4 separate regions of the Mus musculus genome follow, and all the other regions are linked to region 2. Evidence: chromatin contacts called from public HiCAR-type and promoter capture Hi-C data. All regions are on one chromosome and are shown on one strand. The core of a region is the stretch at or near the end of the contact, and the rest is flanking DNA. Distances in the headings are between cores, read along the strand shown.

The links. Promoter capture Hi-C pulls out the DNA fragments that hold promoters and counts their contacts. HiCAR-type assays count read pairs that join an accessible place to other places.
Region 1: a promoter capture Hi-C map of pre-B cells shows a contact between it and region 2, with 5 times the contacts expected there. The contact joins the promoter of Ppp2r5c here to the promoter of Cyp46a1 in region 2. A contact is called at or near these places in 1 of 39 promoter capture datasets (pre-B cells) and 1 of 115 datasets of contacts at active chromatin or transcription factors (astrocytes).
Region 3: a HiCAR-type map of astrocytes shows a contact between it and region 2, with 4 times the contacts expected there. The contact joins the promoter of Papola here to the promoter of Cyp46a1 in region 2. A contact is called at or near these places in 3 of 39 promoter capture datasets (cranial neural crest, liver and pre-B cells) and 4 of 115 datasets of contacts at active chromatin or transcription factors (astrocytes, large pre-B cells, thymic regulatory T cells and 1 more).
Region 4: a contact with region 2 is called in a HiCAR-type map of astrocytes, with 5 times the contacts expected there. The contact joins the promoter of Ak7 here to the promoter of Cyp46a1 in region 2. A contact is called at or near these places in 3 of 39 promoter capture datasets (cranial neural crest, hippocampal neurons and pre-B cells) and 1 of 115 datasets of contacts at active chromatin or transcription factors (astrocytes).

What each region holds. Positions count from the first base shown.
Region 1 is chr12:110,445,637-110,448,638 of GRCm38.p6, reverse strand. It overlaps Ppp2r5c (protein phosphatase 2, regulatory subunit B', gamma), which reads right to left and starts at 1,415. Exons shown (of 16, transcript NM_001373949.1): 1 at 1,254-1,415; 2 at 602-667. The coding sequence starts at 1,280.
Region 2 is chr12:108,333,007-108,336,029 of GRCm38.p6, reverse strand. It overlaps Cyp46a1 (cytochrome P450, family 46, subfamily a, polypeptide 1), which reads right to left and starts at 1,714. Exons shown (of 15, transcript NM_010010.2): 1 at 1,466-1,714. The coding sequence starts at 1,584.
Region 3 is chr12:105,783,446-105,786,163 of GRCm38.p6, reverse strand. It overlaps Papola (poly (A) polymerase alpha), which reads right to left and starts at 1,467. Exons shown (of 22, transcript NM_011112.4): 1 at 1,250-1,467. The coding sequence starts at 1,257.
Region 4 is chr12:105,704,464-105,707,465 of GRCm38.p6, reverse strand. Ak7 (adenylate kinase 7) reads right to left here and starts at 1,484. Exons shown (of 18, transcript NM_030187.1): 1 at 1,200-1,484. The coding sequence starts at 1,301.

The DNA of each region.
Region 1 (3,002 bases), core at 166-2,665, 2.1 Mb before region 2:
GGCCTGCCCTGAAAATCCCCCAAGGGCACAACTCTATTAAGGATCACAGATTCCACCAAATGACCCAAGGGATCATTCCAGATATTCTTGAAATAAGCCAAAGCCAGGAAGCAAGAAAAGTCAGGATTCACCAAAGAGGATGGAGGAGCTTGTGGGAAAGGAAATAGAAGACTGTTTAAAAAAAAAAAAAAAAGTACCCAAATTAGAGCCACCAAAACACATCCACACTTAGTTGAAAAGGACCAGACATCAGCAGAAGAGAAGCTTGCCCAGGACACCAGTTCGAGGCTGCAGCAAGGAAAGCAAGGACCGTGGAAGTCACTGAGAGAGCCAGAGACACAGAAAAGGAACGAGGGGGCAGACCCTAAAGCTAGAGACTCCATTTAAGACCAGTTCACTGGGAGGGCTTGAGCTCTGTTAGAAGCCACAAAACTGTTTTTAAAATGTCAGTTTCGCTGTGCACACTTTAATAAAAGAGTGGGGGGGGGGATAAGTAACTCATAAGAAAAGACTTCAGAAACACTTTGGTTTGTAGAGCCTCCGTGTTAGACCCTAGATTAAAGGCTGATCAAGAATAACAATGAGCTTGTCCAGAGGTTACCTCTGTTTCTGCTGTATCTTGTCCTTCTTTTGGACCTTTTCCACTTTTCACCGGTTTTGGTGGTTCCTGGGAATCATCACAAAACAAAAACAAAAAAACAAAAACAAACAACAACAAAAAACCATTAGTGTTCTCAATATTTGGACCGCTAAGCATCAGCTCAAATGCAGTTTCTAAATTGATACATATCACTGAGAGCTTCTGATGGCTTTAATATGTCAGCAGCAAACTACATCATATTGAGTATATTCACAATACCAGCAGCCTTCAAATTCCGTTTCTCTTCATGTCTGTGTTGGGGGGCGGGGGAGGGAGGTGAAAACTCCAGGTAGGGACACGTAACCCCAGCTCTCGGCCCATCCCTTTCTCCCCTCCCACCCTTAAACCTCACAAGTGAGGGTTTCTGGGGCGAGTCCGGAACGCTCCAGCACCCCAGCCCCCGCCACGCAGAGCACTGCACGGAGCATCAGCCGCCACCCAGAGCGACCGCGGCACCTCAGCGCCACCTCAGAGCCTGAGCGGCCTCCCCAGCTCCATGCAATCCTGCCAGCGCCCTGGGCCCGCCCGCGAGCCTGGACGACCTGCCGCCCCGCCCCTACCCGCCGACGCGGGGACCCCAGACCCGGTCCCGGAGCCCCCGGCCCCGACTCACTTTCTCCTTCTTGTTTTTATTCGGCATGGCTGGTGCGGGCCGCCGCCGCCGCCCCTGCCTCCGCCCGCCGCCACTGCCGCTGCAGCAGCAGAAGCGCCCCCGGCCCGGCCGTCGCGCCGCCCCGGCCGCCGCCGCCGCCGCTGCAGCCGCCGCCCGGGGACTGAGTCGCTCGTCCGCTCTCGCTTCCCCTTTTCCAGGCTCCCAGAGGCTGCGGCAGCCGCGGCGGCGGCGGCGGCGGCGGCAGCGGCGGCGGCGTCTCTCCGCCCCTCTCCCGGCAGGCCCCGCCCCCGCCCCAGGCCCCGCCCCGCGCCGGCCCCACGCTGCCCTCTCCCCGCCTCGCCGCCCTCAACGACGCCACGCCATTGGCCGACACGGCCCCACGTGCCCTAACGCTCCGCAGCGTCGCCCCGCCCACTGCGCGGCCTGTCCCCACCCCCTCGGTGCGGACCGGCTCGTGTGCCGGGCTGTGAAGGTTTTGGTGGAGCCATCAGGGAGGGAGCTACTGGGGAGAGGGAGGCGTGTGCGGACAACGGAGGTGATAAAGTCACGGCCGCTGAGCCGGGACGGGGAGGAGAGCAAAGGACAGTGAGGAGCGGGAATGCACATGTGAGATGTATGGCGACTATTCTGTAGCCTTCCAGGCACGAAAAACTCTACCCCATAAGCCTGGTAGCGGTGACGCTCGTGCAGTGCGGAGGAGACCCGGGACCGCGCGAGCGGCGGTTTCCTTGGGCCATTAGGCCCCGCCCACGAAGGCAATGCTGCTGGCTCCGGGGTACGCTCCGCCCACCGCACGCCTCAGAGGCGGGGCTCGCCTCAGCCCCGCCTATAGAGTCCACGCCTCTCCTTTCGTCCCCGCCCACGCGAGCAAAGGAACTCTCCCCAGAGCAGACTCTGCCCACGGCGGTCCAAGTGTAGACTGCCTAGTTCCCCTGTGGTCCTGCACGCCGAAATTTCTCTGTTCCAGACTCACCCGCAAGGCAACCGGCTTCCCCAATGTAGGCACCGCCCACCTTACGTCTTAGGGATTGGATCCACCTAGGCCGAGCCCATCAGCTGCTCACTCTGAGACTCTACCTGCACACTGCCACCCATCGCCCCGGCCCACCAGGGAGGTAGTCAGATCAGTGTAGGCTTTTTTTCCGAGCCCATTACGTCTGAGCAGCCCTGCGTCTTTGTTATTCTTTAATTACCAGTGGTCGTTAGCCTGTGAGAAAACTGCATGAAGACCAGGGATCACTTGATTCTCTCACTTCTCTAGTAGCTCTTTATGAGGGAAGAAGCTAATTCGCTACTTATACAGTCCTGTTTTTGGAGTTGTCAGTGTCTGACATCCTATGCTAAGGGGGAGCACTCAGAAGGAAGACTGTAGGAGTGAACTGTTTCGAGTGCAGGAGACTTCAGGCGCTCACTCATGATTTAGGAGGTGCCTTCGTCATAAGCTTTGAGCCTGCTAGACAAACGCTGGAGACTTCAGCTACGTACCCAGGCCAAGGCACTGAAAAATCGATGTATCTTAACCCTTGGTTTTTGTTTGTTTTTGTTTTAACTCTTGTAAATGCCAAGCAAAGCATTTTTGGTTGTTCTCACCCAAGCTCTGTGGGGGTTAAAAAAAGAGAGATTTATCAAAACCCAGAGGTGCTGTAGGAGGTTCTGAGAGTAAGTTGTGTCTGCTGGTGTCTGAATGTTCACCAAAATAAAACTAATCTGCAGATAATCGTGACAGACTGGAATGGGTATTTTTACAGA
Region 2 (3,023 bases), core at 465-2,964:
TGTTTAGGAGGAGTGAAAGTTGTAAGTGCTAAACAAGGCAAGGGGGGGGGTGTCCAAGGGAGACCCCCAAGGTCAAAAGGAGGGCAGAGACACAAGGGAGAGAAGAGTGGCCTCCCCATGTCTCCAGCCACAGGGGTCACTCGGGTCCACAAACAGGAATTCAGGCTGCTGTACTGGAGATGGTACCTTCCAGAATGTTCATATCCAGAGGTCTTTAAGAAATGTGTCTAATACCTTTGCTTATTTATTTATTCATTCAACAGATATTTATTTATTGAGCAATTAAGTGCAACATGCCAGGCCCTGGAGGTATGACACAAGCAAACCCAACATCTCTGCCCTATTTGGGCTCACATTTTAGCATGGGGCAATCAACAGGTGGGAAAAAAGGTGACTCCAGGGGTAGCCTTAAAATTACCGGGGCTGGGCAGGCTTCACATAGAGGGATTGGGACAGCCTGTTTGATATGAGAACAAGAAAATACCACTCACAGGCCAGAGAAGGTGAATGGGGAGAGCCAATGGAGAGATGTAGGGGACAGGCAGGCTTAGGGCAACCGTAGTATGCAAAGGGGGCAAGAGGGGACAGGTACTAAGTTGCCTGTGAACTTAGTAGTAGCTTGCTAGCTGTGTGGTATGGTTCATGTGAAACGGGATTTTTCAACTCTGAAGTGATGGGAAGCCCTTGGGACACTTTCATTACACATCTACTCTAAGCTTCAAAAAGCTCTTGCCAGGTATAGTGGCACAGGCCTTTAATCCCAGCACTCAGGAGGCAGAGACAGGCAGATCTCTCTGTGAGTTTTGAGGTCAGCCTGGTCTATAGTGAGTTCCAGAACATCCAGGGTTTTGAAGAGAAACCTTGTCTCCAAAAAAAAAGGGGGGGGGGTGAGAAAAGGAATAAGAAAGAAAAGGAAAAGAAAGGTAAGCTTTTGATGGGAGCCATTGGTAAAGTGGCCAAAAACGGAATGGAAATACTGAGGACAAATGGAATGTCCCAGGACAGAAACACAGAAACAGAAAAACGTGACGGGAGTACAGTGTTCAGTATTTGGACAGGTTGGCCCTGTCCAAGTCCTAAAGTTAGCAGCGTCCACTTCGAAAGCAGCCTAACCTGGGTTTAAATCTAGGCTTACCAACTGTGTGACCTTGGCAGGTGACTTCCCCGCGTGCGCCTCAGTCTGCAGGTCTGAACGATGGGGTAACAGCAGCGCTTACCTGACAGGACTGTAGCTGCCGACACATTTGTGCGGCCCAGCCAAGCGCGGTGGGCGCCCAGCAGCTGCTGCGGCTGTGAGTAATTTGTTACTAAGAATAGTTAGCGCCCCTCTCCGGGCCTGCGTCTCCGGGCTGGCCGTGCGTACAAGACGAGGCTGGACCCCCGTCCTGGGCGCTGGCTCTGACGCGGTCCCCAGACCCCGCGATCGAGAGCCCCAGCCAGGCCCCCGCCCCCACCCCCCGCTCACCTGGGCCGCGGCGGCCCGGGGATGTGCTCATAGCGGCTGCGAGCGCGATGCACGAAGGTGCAGCAGAGGCCGAAGGCGAGCAGGACGGCGCTGCCGAGCAGCAGCAGCCCGGGGCTCATGGCTCGTGGTCGGCGCCGGTGCAGAGGGGGCCGGAGGCTGCGACCGACTAGCTGTCAGCGCTGCGCGCCGCCTCGGCCCCAGGCCCCGCGCTCACCAGCACCGCCCCCGCCGCTCGGCTCCGCCCCCGCTGGCTCGACCCCGCCCCGGGCACGCGGACCCGCCAACCACGTCTCCGCCTCCAGCCCTAGCTCTCAGGACCCGCCCCCGCACGGCCACGCCCTCTTTGAGGCCCAGCCCCAGCCGCCACGCCGTTCCCGCCCAGAGCGATAAGTATTCACCAATCACAACCTGGCTTTTGGCTCAGACTTTGAGGCCACGCCCCTTCTACCCTCTCTTGAGCTCAGACTCCACCCCGAAGTCGCCCCGCCCAGAACGCGTTGTCCTGGCAACCTCGCTTCCTGGGCGCAAGCTGCCCAGGCGGCGGCGCAAATCCCGTCCGCTGGCTCCGCCCCTTTGGCCTCGCCAACTGTCTCTCCGCGTGCAGTGCCAGGCCTCTTCCTTTCTCGTGCAAACCTTCTGAAAACCCTTTCCCAGCCCTCCAATCCCCGTCTTGCGCTGACTGTTCTCAAACATCTCCCTGAAACCTTAGCGCCCCAAAGTTAGTCAATCCCAAATGTCCTCGCGCTGCGCCTTCATTGCAGGTCGGTGCAAGCCTTGCGCCCGCTGTGTGCCAGCGTCCGCCCGGAGGCGGAGGACAAGATCCTAGCAGGATGCAGGAGTTCCTGGGCCCGGGAAAACCATAATCCTGAGTATGGGTGATGGTCCATAGGAATGTGCTGGGCTGTGCTCCGCCTTCTCACCCGGTGGAAGCGCAAAGTGCTCCTCACTTCCGAGTTTCAGTTCCCGTGGGGGACGCTCAGATAGGCCTGCAGTGGATGGGAGGGCCAGATGTGCGCTCTCCTTGACTAGATAAAGAGCCTCGGGATTGGGGAGTGGGGGCTCTGAAGACCTCGAGAGAAGGTCGGTTTCTGACTACTCCGAGACCTTGGTTAGGTCCTGGAGGGGTCTGAAGACAGAAAAACAGGAAAAAAGTGTGGACCGTGTGCCTACATTTCCGGGTATACAGGACCAGCCCCCGGGAGGGACATATCAGGGATCCGTGAGCTGCAGGTGACGGGGAGAGCTTTAGGAGCTGTGCTTGATTTCGGTCTGGAGAGGCCACCTCAGCCTGAACAAGACGGGAAGCCAAGCATCCAACCGGGGACTGGCCTCTGAGTGGCATTAGGGGGATGTGGCTTGCCACCGCGCCCCCGTGTGGTAGCGAGCGGCAGTCGCATGTGCGCAACAGGGACCTCCCGTGGCCCTGCTTGGGGGCAGAGGAAGGTCAGCCAGTTTAGTTTAGCCATTTGTGAAAGCTCCTGAATTGAGAGGAGATGAAGGCATGAGACTGCGAGGAGGGTGTAGACTTCTTGCGTGCTTTTAGGCGAGTTAAAGAGAG
Region 3 (2,718 bases), core at 218-2,717, 2.5 Mb after region 2:
CATCTGTCTTGGCTCCATTTTTTTAAACCTAAAGGAAATAGACTGAAGAACTTCAAGCATAGACCTGGACATGTGCGGTGCTCATGCAGCCTCCTTGTACCGTTCCACTTTCAGAAGTGCACTGAAATAAAAACTGCAGGAAACCTGTACTCTCCCTCCTACCTTCACTCCCAGACACAAGATAACATTTCTAATCCGAAGCCTTCCCTTTAGAGTGTGCAACCATATCTTTTTTTAAGCACTGATGTATCAGAAAAAAGTCTGGATGAGCTAATACAAGGTCATCATGTGACAACACCTCACTCACTCACATCTACTTGAACCCCACTGAAAAACACCAAACATCTTTATAGATTCTATTCTCGTGCTCCTTTACCCTTGTTCCATGAATAAGGAGTCAAAGGGAACTTTGTGGTTAATTAAGCCCAACAAATGTTATCACTACAGAAATACAGCTGACAGGTCTCTGGACTAAACATCAGGGTCGAGTAAAGCTAGCAAGCTAGTGTGTGAGAAAGAAAAGCGCATGAAATCCATTTTTAAATTAGTAAGTACAACCCTAGATCTGTCACATTGAGGCTACGTCCAAAACTGCCTCTCTTGTTTGGAAGAAAAGCAGTCGCACGACCTAAAGCCTTTTCGCCAAGATAGGTTAGTTGGAACATAAAACCCTCATCTACTTTCGAATCCCAACAACCGGTTTCCAAATATCTTTCTTAGGAGAAAAGGGGGGAGGGGGGAAATTAAGTAAAGAAAAATCACGGTCAAGTGTGTAAAGTAGACCTAGCGACATTAGAAGGCCTAAGTGAATTAGCTCAAAGCGTACACTCGCAATCACAACACAAGTGACCCAAGGGCGGGAGCGATCAGGTAGCGCGCCGAAGCCAGGTTGCCTAGTCACAACAAAGCAGGGACGGCGCCGCCCCGCAGCCCGCCGTTCCGGAAGCTGCCCCCGGGCCGCCAGCGCGGCCTGCTCCCTCCCGGCCCCGGTTCCTCACCCGCTCCGAGGGAAGCGGAAGTGGGGAACTAGGGGGCTGGACGGCGCCATGGTGAAACCGGGACAGGAAGGAACCCGGGAGCCGCGGCCCGCCAGTCCGCGCCGGGCGCCGTTCCGCTTGGGGATCCTGCGGGGGCCCCGCGCCCGAGGGGCCGGAAGCCGCGGCCCGGGGCGCCCGTGCGCCTCCCCTCCCCCTCCGCCACCCCCGGGGCCCGGCCGGCGTGCGCCTCACTCAGCACGCCAATCACTTACAACGGCATCGTCTCCGGCGCCGGCACCGCCCAGTCACTTCCCCCCCGCGACCGCTGCCGTCCTGGGCATGATCCACCGAGGCGGGAAGGACGGCAGCCTACCTCAGCCCCGGGGCCAACCCAGTCCTGCACCCGTGCCCCGCCGCTTTAAGCGCTTCTCCTCCTTCCCCTTCGTCCTAACATGGCGCCCGAGCGCTACCACAGCAACGTTCTAGAACCGCTGACGCCGCCACGCACACCGAGCGCGCGCCTGCGCGCGCGCTGCGCGACGCCGCAAGACCTGACGGGAAATGTAGTTCTCGGCGTGAAGCGGCGCTTCTCCCCCTCCCCCCCCCCCCCCCCCCCCCCGGTGATCTCACGCTTTCGTGGTAGAGCGTGGGATGGGTGCGGGAGGCTCCGAGCGAGAGGCTGTAGTTCATTCGCTTGGCGACGCCGTCCTGGCGAATGAGAGTGACGCAGCCGTGGCAGCGATGAGAAGGGGGCGCGGCCCAAGCGGGCGCCACGTGCGGGGCAGCCCAAGCGCGGGGGATGCCTGGAACCGAGAGCTGTTCGGTGCCAGTTGCACCTCCGCTGCGTGGGAGAACTGCTTTTTAAACATCGATGTGAGTGAGGACTTAAATGTGTTAGAGCCCAGTACAGAGCCTGTCCCAGAAGTGTGGCCGTGGATCCCCTCCCCTGACGATGACCCTCTGCATCTGTGTTGCCCAGACCTGTGCTTCTCATGCCAAATGTGCAGGGCAGGGGATTCCGGACCAAGGCAATAATTTAATAAAATTGACAGTAACCTTTGGGGTTTTGGCGGGTTTTTTGTTGTTGTTGTTGTTGTTGTTCTTGTTTGTTTTATAAGACAGGCTCCCATGAAGCTACTAGCCCTTAGTTTCTGATCCTCCTGCCTCCACCTCCTGAGTGTTGACATTACAGGTGTGAAACACCACTACCAATTTTATGTGATAGATTGGAATATACTTCTGGGTGTGACTATGACCTTGTCTCTGTGCTGAAGAGTTAATGCAGTTGGGCAGGTGAAGTTCGGGTTACTGGACCATACTCAGAAAAAGGAGCCATTCCTAGTATGCTGGGTTCATCTTAAGATAATGTATTTTTCCTTCCTAAAATTTCCAGCCCCTGGCACACTTCTTACGGGGTTTGGCTGGGTACACTCACCATTCTGTTCTGAGTAATCATTAGAAAGGCCCAACTATTCCTTTTCCTTCTCATAGCTTCTTGAAAGAAGCTTTTGGCCGGGCGTGGTGGCGCACGCCTTTAATCCCAGCACTCGGGAGGCAGAGGCAGGCGGATTTCTGAGTTCGAGGCCAGCCTGGTCTACAAAGTGAGTGCCAGGACAGCCAGGGCTACACAGAGAAACCCTGTCTCGAAAAACCAAAAAAAAAAAAAAAAAAAAAAAGAAAGAAGCTTTTGGAGGTCCCCTGCACTTAGGGCTTCCTTTCACTCCTAAAGCTCCCTCCCCAT
Region 4 (3,002 bases), core at 235-2,734, 2.6 Mb after region 2:
AGCGTTGCTTGCTCGGATGAAAGCTTTCTGTCCAGTGGAGAACATGAGCTTCCATTCCCACCCCTTTCTGCCTATCCCAGTGCTACAGTTGTAGAGCCGTCCAGCAGGCCACCACCCCTTGATAATCCACGCCAGAATTTAATTATGCCACAACTGGTCATCTGGTGATTTGCTTTAATGAGTCACTAGGGGGTTTGTTTCCACACTCATTTTTAACCATCTTGGGAGGCAGGAAGCCTGAGTTCTAATCCCCTCTGCTACTTAATTAGCAGTGCAGCGAGGGTGAGGGTACCTCATTACCTTTGACTTCCCACAAGCTGGCAGATTCCTCAACCCAACGGATCCAGAGTCCTCAATGGCAGGGCCTCTGCAGGTGTGTGCTAAGATTTATTTTTATTTTATGTGCATGTGTGTGTGTTTGTGAGGGCGTGTGTGTGTGTGTGTGTGTGCCATGTGCATGCAGTGTGCCGCCAGAAGCCAAAAAAGAGGCATCAGATCATCTTGGACTGGAGTTACAGACAATCTGGACTGCCATATGAGTGCTGGGAATTGAACCTGGGTCTCCAGCCCCTAAAACATGACTGTCTTTGGATGAACAATTTAGAATGACAGCTCCTAGGTTCTCTCTTGGGATCATGTGTGTGTGTGTGTGTGTGTGTGTGTGTGTGTGAGTGTGTGTGTGTGTGTTTACGCTAGAGGTAGAATACTACTTGCTCACTTTCTCCATAGATGATGGGGGTCAGACCTCAGGTCCTCACACTTGTGTCTCAAGTAAGGTCTCCTGCTAAGTCATCTCCATAACTTTCCTGGAAGTAAGGAAGCTTAATGGGACCTGGTCAGAAATTGTGCCTAGCACAAAACAGATGCTTAAAAACGCTAGATGGATGTTTCCTGGATGACATAATGGCGGGACTTACGCGTTGTGTGCTCCAGGTCCCGCCCATAATACCTATGATTTGTGCAAGCCCTTTCCTCTCTTGAGCCTCATTTTCACCATAGCCAAAACACCTGCGTTATTAGGAAGGAACATGGGTCAAGCCTGCTTAGGGACAGGTCCTGGAGGCACTGATGTGCTAGGATTGGAATCTTCTTCCCCCGGGGAGGCTCCTAACAGCCAGTGATGCAGGCCTTTGCTGTGGAGATAGATCAGGGACACACACTGAGGGTTGAGGGCCAGTTTGGCTCGGGTCACCGCTCACCTTTCCTATGTTTCCGCTGCTATAGGTGTCCAGATGGTTTATGAATACCCTCTGTATCTTCAGAACTTTTTCGGTGGTCGCAGGAACTTCCTCTTCAGCCATGGTGGAAGCTGTAGTAGTTGCTAAGGTGAAAGAGTCCTGTCGGTTGCTAAGGAGGAGAGGCTGGGCTTTGGAAGGCTGAAAGGGTCAGGCTCCCTGAGGCGAGGCTCGGACTCTCGGAGGGGTGTGGCTTGCTTTTGGGCGGGGCGTGTCCTGTGGTGAGGGCTCTGGATAGGGTGCAGCTCTGGGGGAGGGTCCGTTGGGGGCGTGGCACGGGTCTGGCCGGGGCGTGTCCTAAAGGGCGGGGCTGATCTCCCTGGAGAACTGTCTAACTGCCTTCGGCACATCTCCTGTAGGACGCTCTGCTTGGGTAAACAATTTCTCTACTGTAAAGAAAAGCAGATGTCACGAGTTTTGGGGTCAAGGACCACAGCGTGAGAGCCCACCACCACAGCCTGTACTGCCCAGTAGCTGCTTGGTGCACAGGGTTCTACTGGCTTAGGGGTTTGACTAGTTTGCTTTCTATTGCTGTGAGAGTACCAGACCAAAACTAACAGGTTGTAGACCCATCATCCAGGGAAGCCAGGGCAGAAGGCATGAACCTGGCTGGAGGCAGGAACGGAAGCAAAGACCTTGGAGGAACGTGGCTTACGGGCTTGCTCGGTCTGCTTTCTTAAGAGAACTCAGGATCAAGGGCAGGATGCTCACGGTGATCTGGGTCTTCTATCAATGAAGAAAATGCCCCATACACATGCCTGTAAGCCATTCTTATGGAGGCATCTTCTCAATTGAGATTTTTCTTCCCAGATTGTCTTTCCTAAGCATTTTCAGATGCCCCCTCCCCCCTTACCACCCTGCCTGGGGATTTGGTGGAGGTGCCTGGAGGGACTTTGTGACCAGGAATTCACACACAATCATGAAGTTTACACTCAGACCGTTTAAGCTCTGGGTCTTCTTTACAAATGAGAATACTCGTGCAGTTGCTGAAATAAACCACCTCTTGCTCGGAGGGTGAAGGAGGTGCCATCAAGCCTTACAACGTGAGTTCCATCCCTCTGTCCCAAAGAGACCGGGCTCCAGCAAGCTGTCCTCTACACATGTGCCCTGGCACACACACCCCTCTTCCACAAATACATTAATGCAATAAACAATGTGTATTTTGTTTTCATCAAAAGTTGTGGTGTGTTATGAAACAACCGGCTTGTTTTGTTGGAAGGGTCCGACTGCACTGAAATAGTTTTAAACACTAACTTGTTAAATCTAAATACATGAACGTATTTTATGCAAATATGCATGCATATATAGAAATTAAATATTTATTTTTATGTGTACGTGTGTTTGCCTGCATGAATGTCTCTGTGTCACATGTTTTCCTGGTGGCATCCAAGACCAAAAGAGACGTTGGATCCCTGGAACTGGAATAACAGAGAGCTATGAGGCACCACTCTCAGGTCTTCTGCAAGAGCAGCCAGTGCTCTTGACTGCTGAGCCATTGTGTGCCTATTGGTTATATTGATTATATTGATTATATTATAGCAACTGCTGTATCATTCCATTAGTTCTTTCCTGTGCATGCATGTTACTACCAACTGTGTGTGGTGCCTTTTATTAAGTACTGCAAAGTCCTAGAAGACCATTCTGCCCCAGTGGCTACTCAAGTTTTTTCATCAGTGCAAGCCTCAGCAATGCTATACCTAATATACCAGGGTGGTGGCAGGGGGAGCTTAGAGGGAGAGTTCCGAAGTCAATGTGGCCCATTCCCAA